2 separate regions of the Bicyclus anynana genome follow, and region 2 is linked to region 1. Evidence: chromatin contacts called from public Hi-C data. All regions are on one chromosome and are shown on one strand. The core of a region is the stretch at or near the end of the contact, and the rest is flanking DNA. Distances in the headings are between cores, read along the strand shown.

Region 1 (3,845 bases), core at 358-2,857:
TTATCCCCCACACTCGTTTTATCCACTCACCGCGCATGGGCACGTCGGTGGAAATAATATCCCCGGTGGATAAACGGAGGGAAAGACTTGTCAACCCATTTGTATATATCTTATAAATTGGCATTAGGTATATTAATAGTCCGAAATAAACGTAAATTTGATAATATTTGGTTTTTTTGTGCATATTATTTATCTGTTTTCTGTTGGCATTGTTTTGTTTGGTGATTGTTTTTTGCGGTGGTTTGTAGTAGGTATCTATAGTATCTATCATACTAGCGGACCCGGTCAAGCTTCGTTTTGACATAAGTGCACTTGTTCTCTATCCCTACTCTACCCTTCTTTACCTCTACCCCTACCCTACCCCTGCCCTACCCCTACCCTACCCCTACCCTACCCCTGCCCTACCCCTACCCTACCTCTGCCCTACCCTACCCCTACCCTACTCCAATATAGGGCTTAAAACCCATAATAAAAACATTTTTGGAACCCGCATTTTTTTTAATTAATTAAATAAAATGTATTTTTTTCATTAGCTGAAAACATTAATTAAGAAATTTTATCATGGCAACATGCTTGCAACTCACACCCTGACAGATTGATAATGATCTTCGCCACAAACGGCTAAAAAGATAATCTTCGCATAGTAGCGTTCGTTTGCGTTCGTTTATGGCTAAAAAAGCAGTTTTTTTTTTGTTTATTTCTTCTCTGTCTACAATTTAATGTTTCTTTTTAACTTGTGTCCTATTGACATTTGACGATATTACATGACATTGACAGCTTACACTGGTTAAGAATGTGTTATGAATTCAATTCCAGGATGATTCCAGGTGTTTTTATTGGCTGTTTTGAACCTCCTTCGACTAATTTAGTTATTCTTTGTTTTGAACACTTTAACTCTATTGTCTATGTTTAATTTGTATACAAGAGAGCGAAACAAAAAAAAATTTTCTCAACAGCAATTTGTATCTTCTATCCATAAAAAATACTATCGACCTGCTTATAAATTATAAATAGTAAACAGGCCCATTTTATGAAATGTCCTTTGTCACCGCATGCAGCAAATAGAGAATAGGCTACTCGCCTGCTGTATTAGTCAGAACCTCAGACCAATTATAGAACGACCTGTATCGCACTCATAGTCAGGAACAAAATAGTCTGTCATTTTCTGAAAAAAAAAAACGAGCTTAGATTTGGCATGTATCTTTTACTAAACTAAAAGTTTTTGTCCGTTTTAACACAATTCAATTACACAAAAAGGTATTTTTACGGAGCTCTTTAACCGACGAACACGATTACAACTATTTAACATCGATTCTATAGAGACATTTTTTATAATCGCATTAGACCGTTGATCATTTATTTTGCCAGAAAAGTAACGTCTAGCGAGGCAGGTCCTATACAATAATTGATCTGAGGTCAGAACTCTAGGTAGTTATTGTGATTCTTATTTTTCTCTTTTCAGTTCATTACGTTTATGCAATCGGGTCTTTTGTTTTTATAATAATATTTTTTTTCGATTAAAATATTATTTCTTTTGGGAGATGCAATTTGTGTTAACAAAACGCAATTGACGTCAAAATCAATTGTCAAAAGATCAATCTTTTGCGCCAGTAGAGGGCGCTTGTAATCGCTCGGCCACGTAAGTCAGGGTCGTTTTTCCTTCACAGTTTTAATTTATCACGTTACTTTTGGCCTCTGTGTTAATATGTGAGAATGGTTTAACAACGCAAACGCGTGTGCAAAGTTTTCCAAGTTCAAAAGTCGCCGTTCGAGCGGTAAGTCGCGAAGTGCGTTCGTCCTTCCGTCATTCTTAGTGAATTAGCATTAATTAAACATCCTTGTCGATATCAAGTTTATTATCACAATACAAACATTAACAGAGATTGTTTTCGTGAGCCTGAAGTAAGGGTGTACGTGGATTTATTTATATTTATTTGCATTTGTCGTTCCAGATTGACAAGCAATGTCTCATCCACCAAACACGTACAATAATGTTCCCGGCCAACAAAACACGAATCCTGGAGTTTTCCAACAGTTTAACCAGATTCCGTTGAGCCAGTTACCAGGGGGCGTCAATCAGGATGGAAATTCAAACAAACAAGGCTCAGTGACAGGATTTAACAGTCAAAATCATTTGAATCAAAGTGCAAGCAATTCCCCAGCGTTCAACCAACCTGGAGTGATGCCTCCCACAAGTTCACCAATGAGACCGCTTAAACCTATTAGTAATCAACCTCCTATGCAAAACGTCCAGAACATTCCATTGAATAATCCCAGTGTGCATTCTAAGCCTAATACTGTCCCATCGTCATCACCATACCCAACCAACACTCAGCATCAGATAAACAACAATGCACCCCCTTTAGTTCCCTCTAGTCAGTTTAGTCAGCCTATTACAAATGGTCCAATGTCGGGGCCTAATCAAAGACCAATAAACCAGTATCCTCCATCATCCAGCTTTAGCCCACCTCCACTAACAAACCAATCAACAAATAGCCATTCACCAGTAAATCCTGCACTTGCTAATCAGAGGCCGCCAACTTCTGTGCCTTCTGGTTTAATAAACCAACCAAATACTCCATACAGTGGACCTTTGAATGGTCCTAGAAATAGTCCACTAACACTTGGTTCTTCATCCCTTCCTCCTTCAAGTATACCTAACTATGCACCAACTATAGGTCCTCCAAGAGGCAGCTTAGTGAATGGCCCAAGTCTACCACCAATGTCTGCACCAATGGTTAGCCAAACAGCCCCTCAAGGTTTACCATCTGGGCCTTTGCGAAGTCAACCTGGCCTAAAGAGTGGACCACCACAACTTCAAAACCAGTACAATAATGGTCCTTCTGTACCAAATATGCCACCAATGCAAAGTGGTCTCCCATCAATGCCTCCAATGAGTCAACCAGGATTACAAAGTGCACCTCTATTGCCACCAATGAGTTATCCAGGATTACAAAGTGCTCAAATGCCACCTATGAGTCAACCAGGATTACAAAATGCTCCTCAAATGCCACCAATGAGTCAACCAGGTTTACAAACTGCACCAGTAATGCCCCCAATGAGTCAGCCAGGATTACAAAGTGCTCCTCGAATGCCACCAATGAGTCATCCTGGATTACAAAATGCTCCTCGAATGCCACCAATGAGTCAACCAGGCTTACAAAGTGCCCCAGTAATGCCCCCAATGAGTCAAGCAGGACTACAAAGTGCTCCTCGAATGCCACCAATGAGTCAATCAGGTTATCAAAGTGCACCAGTAATGCCCCCAGGGCTACCAGGTGCTCCTCCAATGCCACCAATGAGTCAACCAGGGTTACAAGCAGGGGGCCCCCCAGCTCCCCAACCGATGCCTGGCCCAGCGAGTGGTCCTCCAACAAATATGCAAAACAGATACCCTCAAATGCAGTACTCTACTCCGCAACAGAACCAATTGCAGCAAAACATTTCAAAGCAGTTCCCTACACACAACATGTATGGTGTGACGCAGCAAATGGGACAGTTAAGTGTCACCAAACAAGGATTTGATCAGCTGTGGGGTCATCAAATGGTTGACCTGCTACGATGTAAGCATATACTGCCTGAATATCCTGAAGATCCGCCAGAAATAAGGCTTGGCCACCAATTTGCAGAATCACCAAATTGCAGTCCAGAGTAAGTCATGAACTTGTTTATCACACCAGTATTATATTTTTCTTTCATTTCGTGAAAATGTGTTTCCATATGCTAAATTTCCATATGGCTTAGTGTATGTGTAGTGTTCATCTTTGTTTTTATGCGCTAAGCGCAAAGATTATGTTAATTCCCATTAAAACTCCTGAACTGATTTAACTGAAGCTAAAATATGG
Region 2 (3,845 bases), core at 587-3,086, 150 kb before region 1:
AACGCGGGGCATGGCTAGTATTATAAATCCTGCTAGTTATTATGATATTTCTCACCATTCTTCCATAAATGAGTATAGGTTTGGAACATATATCACAGCAGTATATCATGGGATTGAGCACTTTCTCCCCAATAAGGGTGGCACGGTGGCTCCAGTCCAGGCGCAGCATAGGCTCGGGGGGACCTCGCTGCAGGGTCGTGAACACTGGGGCTTCCAGCTGAGATATGTCTGACGGCACTTCCACTAAAAATAACAGGAAGTTAAAGAAAATAATATTAAGCCTACTGTCCAGATAGTCATTCTAGTCAATGGTCTTATAGGGAAAGGTTTGAGCAACACCTTAAAAAGCTTGATTGTTGGATCAAGGTTGGAGAAACAAGCAGACTCTTCAGATGGTGATAATTGTGAGGAGGTTCCTTCTTAACCTGGACCACCTGTTGCTTAGGCACTCAATTACAACATGTTTACTGATCCAGTAATATCACTCTCAATACAAAAAATATCAATAGTACAAAACACAAAGGAAATAGACAGAAGCATGCAAGAGTTGGAAAAGCTACTGGTCTATTAAAAAGGTTATGAAAAATAAATATATCCACATAACAAACAAGTCTAAAGTATGCCTGCATTTTGCCATGCTTAACCTATGGTTGGTAAACTTGGGTTCTGGCCGAGAAAAATATGAAAACAAAGTCAGACTCTCCACTATTCGAAGCAAGATCAAGGTGAGAGATGTGGCAGTAACAATTAAGAAGCTTATAAGAGGAAGTGGACAGGACACTTCATACAGGATAAAAGAGATAAGTGGACCAGAGAAGTGACAGTGGTATCCTAGCACACAAAAAAGGAAAACAAGTCACCCCTGTCAATGACATGAGGATGACCTCAGACAGACTGCAGGAGTCACCTGGAGAAGAGCAAGGGAAAGAGGATTATTGAAGTGTCTGATGAAAGAACAATCAATGTCAATAATTGATGATGACATTGTAAATCCACTTCGGAGTTTTCTAATTATCCATATCACACAGACTATGATGTAGGCGTCATATTATTAACTTGAACAGGCATGCTGCTAAAGTGTATAATAAAAAAATGCTTACTTTTAACAGGTTCATTGTGCTGTGGCTCCTCTTTAACATCCTCTACCATGGCTTCCTCCTGGTCCTGTACAGTCTCCTCAACAGAGCACTCTTCTTCATCAGAAGACATCACTTTGGCCACCTTCTTGCCCCTCCCGCGCCCTCGACCGCGTCCCCTCCCCCGTCCTCGACCTCTACCCCTCCCGCGGGAGTTTCTCTTCTCACCGTTCATTTTAGTGCTTCAAAAACTCTTCTCTCTCACTCAACTTTAACTTACGGATCTGTAATATGTAGTAAATTTATGTTTCTCATTTCTCATTATAGAATATAAATCAAAGCATTTTATTAAGACCTGTTATGATCTTACCGCAATTGACGCTAAATTGTAAACAAGAAAAAATCTTGTGATTATTTACTTGGCCTTTTTGAAAAATTCACAAAATTATTAAAACGAAATTAATAAATATGTTCTTAACCTGTCTTTTCTCGTTATTTGTTTATTTTTACTTGACGTGTGCAATTCACAGCTTCAATTTCCAAACCAAGCTAACCTAACTTGAACTTGAATAACTTTAAATGTGCGATTATTCCAAATAAGGTTAATATAATTACACAAATATATACAATATTTATTCAGTAAATCAGGAACAAATTAGAAAAATATAGGCAAAATTACATTTTCGAAGTCTCAAACTCTCAAATTCCAATACTTTACCACAGACAACGAACAAAACAAACTTAGCAAACACATAACACATTAGCAAATGTCATGTCATGTCAATCACAGATCACTATAGACTAGAAATGTCAATAAATTAGATTTTACCAACCACAGACGACAAATGAATGTCAGATTTTGACAAAAATGTTTGAAAAAAAGAAACAGAAACTGCCAGTGCCAGCGTTTGTTTGGTTTGTTTGCTAAAACGTTTGTTGTTTTTAAAGCCACTTCTCAGTCTCAGCTTAGGGTTCTACGGTTCTACCTACTACATACTAATAGATACTACGTTCTTTGATTACATATAAGTAAAGGTAAAGGTTCTAGGTTCTTCCGTTCTAGGCAAAGAGAAAGAAGTTGCTCTAGGTCTTTTTAATGCCACAGAACAAAGAAAGGTCCAGAACGAGTCTTTACAAGCAGCCGGAAAACCCACGAAAAAAAATAAACGTCACGCGTTTCTAGTCTATAGTGATCTGTGGTCACGCGTCTCTTTGACATCTGCTTAAATAAACTTTTTTCTTAAGTTTTTAATTAAATTATTGTTAATTACATTTCGTTTTGTTGTTAATTACAATTCGACTTTGTCCGCATTGAAATCAATGTAAATTTTCAAGCCCTATTTCACCACTTTATAGATTTCAAATTTTTGAATCCCCATTATATTTCGTATTTTTTTTATGATTTATGAAGAAACTGTAGCTCTACAAACGAAGGACTTTCCATATAAACTTTCAACCCGTATTTCACCCCCTTTTCATTTTCTTTTCGCAATAAAAAATATCCTATAACCTTCTCCGTATTATAACCGTGCCAAGTTTCATTTGAATTCATTCTGTAGTTTCAGCGTGATGCCCGAATAACAAAAAAACACGAACAGACAGACAGACAAAAAATCGAAAAAAAAATATTTTTAGCTTCAGTATTGATTGTATAATGCCCCCCAACAAAAATTTTGAAAATATCATCAATGTACAGAATGTATAAAATGTACAGAATGTACAAAATGTACAGAATTCGTATTATAAGTATAGATTCTAGATGGCGCTGGCGTCCGTTATGCCACGGTAACGTTTGGTTTTACAAATAGTATAAGTAAAATTTCAAATTGCGAATAATTATAGAATTAGATATAGATATAGATATAGATATAGATAGATATATAGATAGATATAGATACAGATACAGATAGATAGATATAATATGTATATATAGTTTTTACATTATGTATTTAATTTATCTATCTATAAATTATAATAGTATAAAATCTTTGTCTATCAGTGATTTATTTACCATAAAACAGCTGCAAAAGTTGAGGAAGCAATTAATAAGTTTTAAAGATAGCCGCAAGCAATTTATGATGTTCTTAATACTGTATGAAATAGGTACCTACATTTGCAGTACCTACCTACTGGTGTTCGACGTCTATAAATATCGTGTTTGAAGGTTAATCGGATTCGGCATTCCTCTTGACCTTGAAGTGAATGGTGCTGCTGCTTTATATCCCGTCTTTAAAATGGTAAGTAGTATCAAACCGTGTTTTATTTTGAGCAAAATGAAGGTGTCCCTTTGCTCTTGGCCTAGGTCAAGATTTCCATATCTCTTGACCTATGCTAACTACTAAGTATTATGCAACTAGGCTTAAAGCCTTCGACCGAGTTCGGACTACTTTAGCATTTTAGTCGAGTAGCATACTAAACTACTTGCTACCGCCCAAAAATCCATCGTACTCGACTAAAATACCAAAGTAGTCCGAACTAGACATTAGTACAAGAATATAACAAATTATATCTATCTCTTTAAGTATGTATTTAACGATAACACATGAATTCACGAAAGTCTTATGACTCTTATTGGATATTCAATCTATGTAATAAATAATATATCTACCAGAATGTAACTATTATTATTTATTCAGGTAGTCTGCAGCTTCAGTTTACTTTAAGCTTTTAGCGTATTGGTAATAGTTTAGACTCAGCCTAAAATAGAAATACATTTAGTTTCAGTAGAGTCTCTATTTGAAAGCAAAAGCTTGTGTCATCAACTTGGTT

What was found. Hi-C and Micro-C count contacts between places; a contact is called where the count stands out from the background.
Region 2: a contact with region 1 is called in a Hi-C map of whole larva, with 4 times the contacts expected there. The contact joins the promoter of LOC112045229 here to the promoter of LOC112045194 in region 1. A contact is called at or near these places in 2 of 2 Hi-C or Micro-C datasets (whole body and whole larva).

Annotation. Positions count from the first base shown.
Region 1 is chr7:15,160,907-15,164,751 of ilBicAnyn1.1, reverse strand. LOC112045194 (protein transport protein Sec24A) reads left to right here and starts at 1,607. Exons shown (of 16, transcript XM_024081289.2): 1 at 1,607-1,775; 2 at 1,953-3,651. The coding sequence starts at 1,964.
Region 2 is chr7:15,307,990-15,311,834 of ilBicAnyn1.1, reverse strand. LOC112045229 (E3 ubiquitin-protein ligase Hakai) reads right to left here and starts at 1,836. Exons shown (of 9, transcript XM_052882347.1): 1 at 1,447-1,836; 2 at 1,101-1,360; 3 at 56-243. The coding sequence starts at 1,311.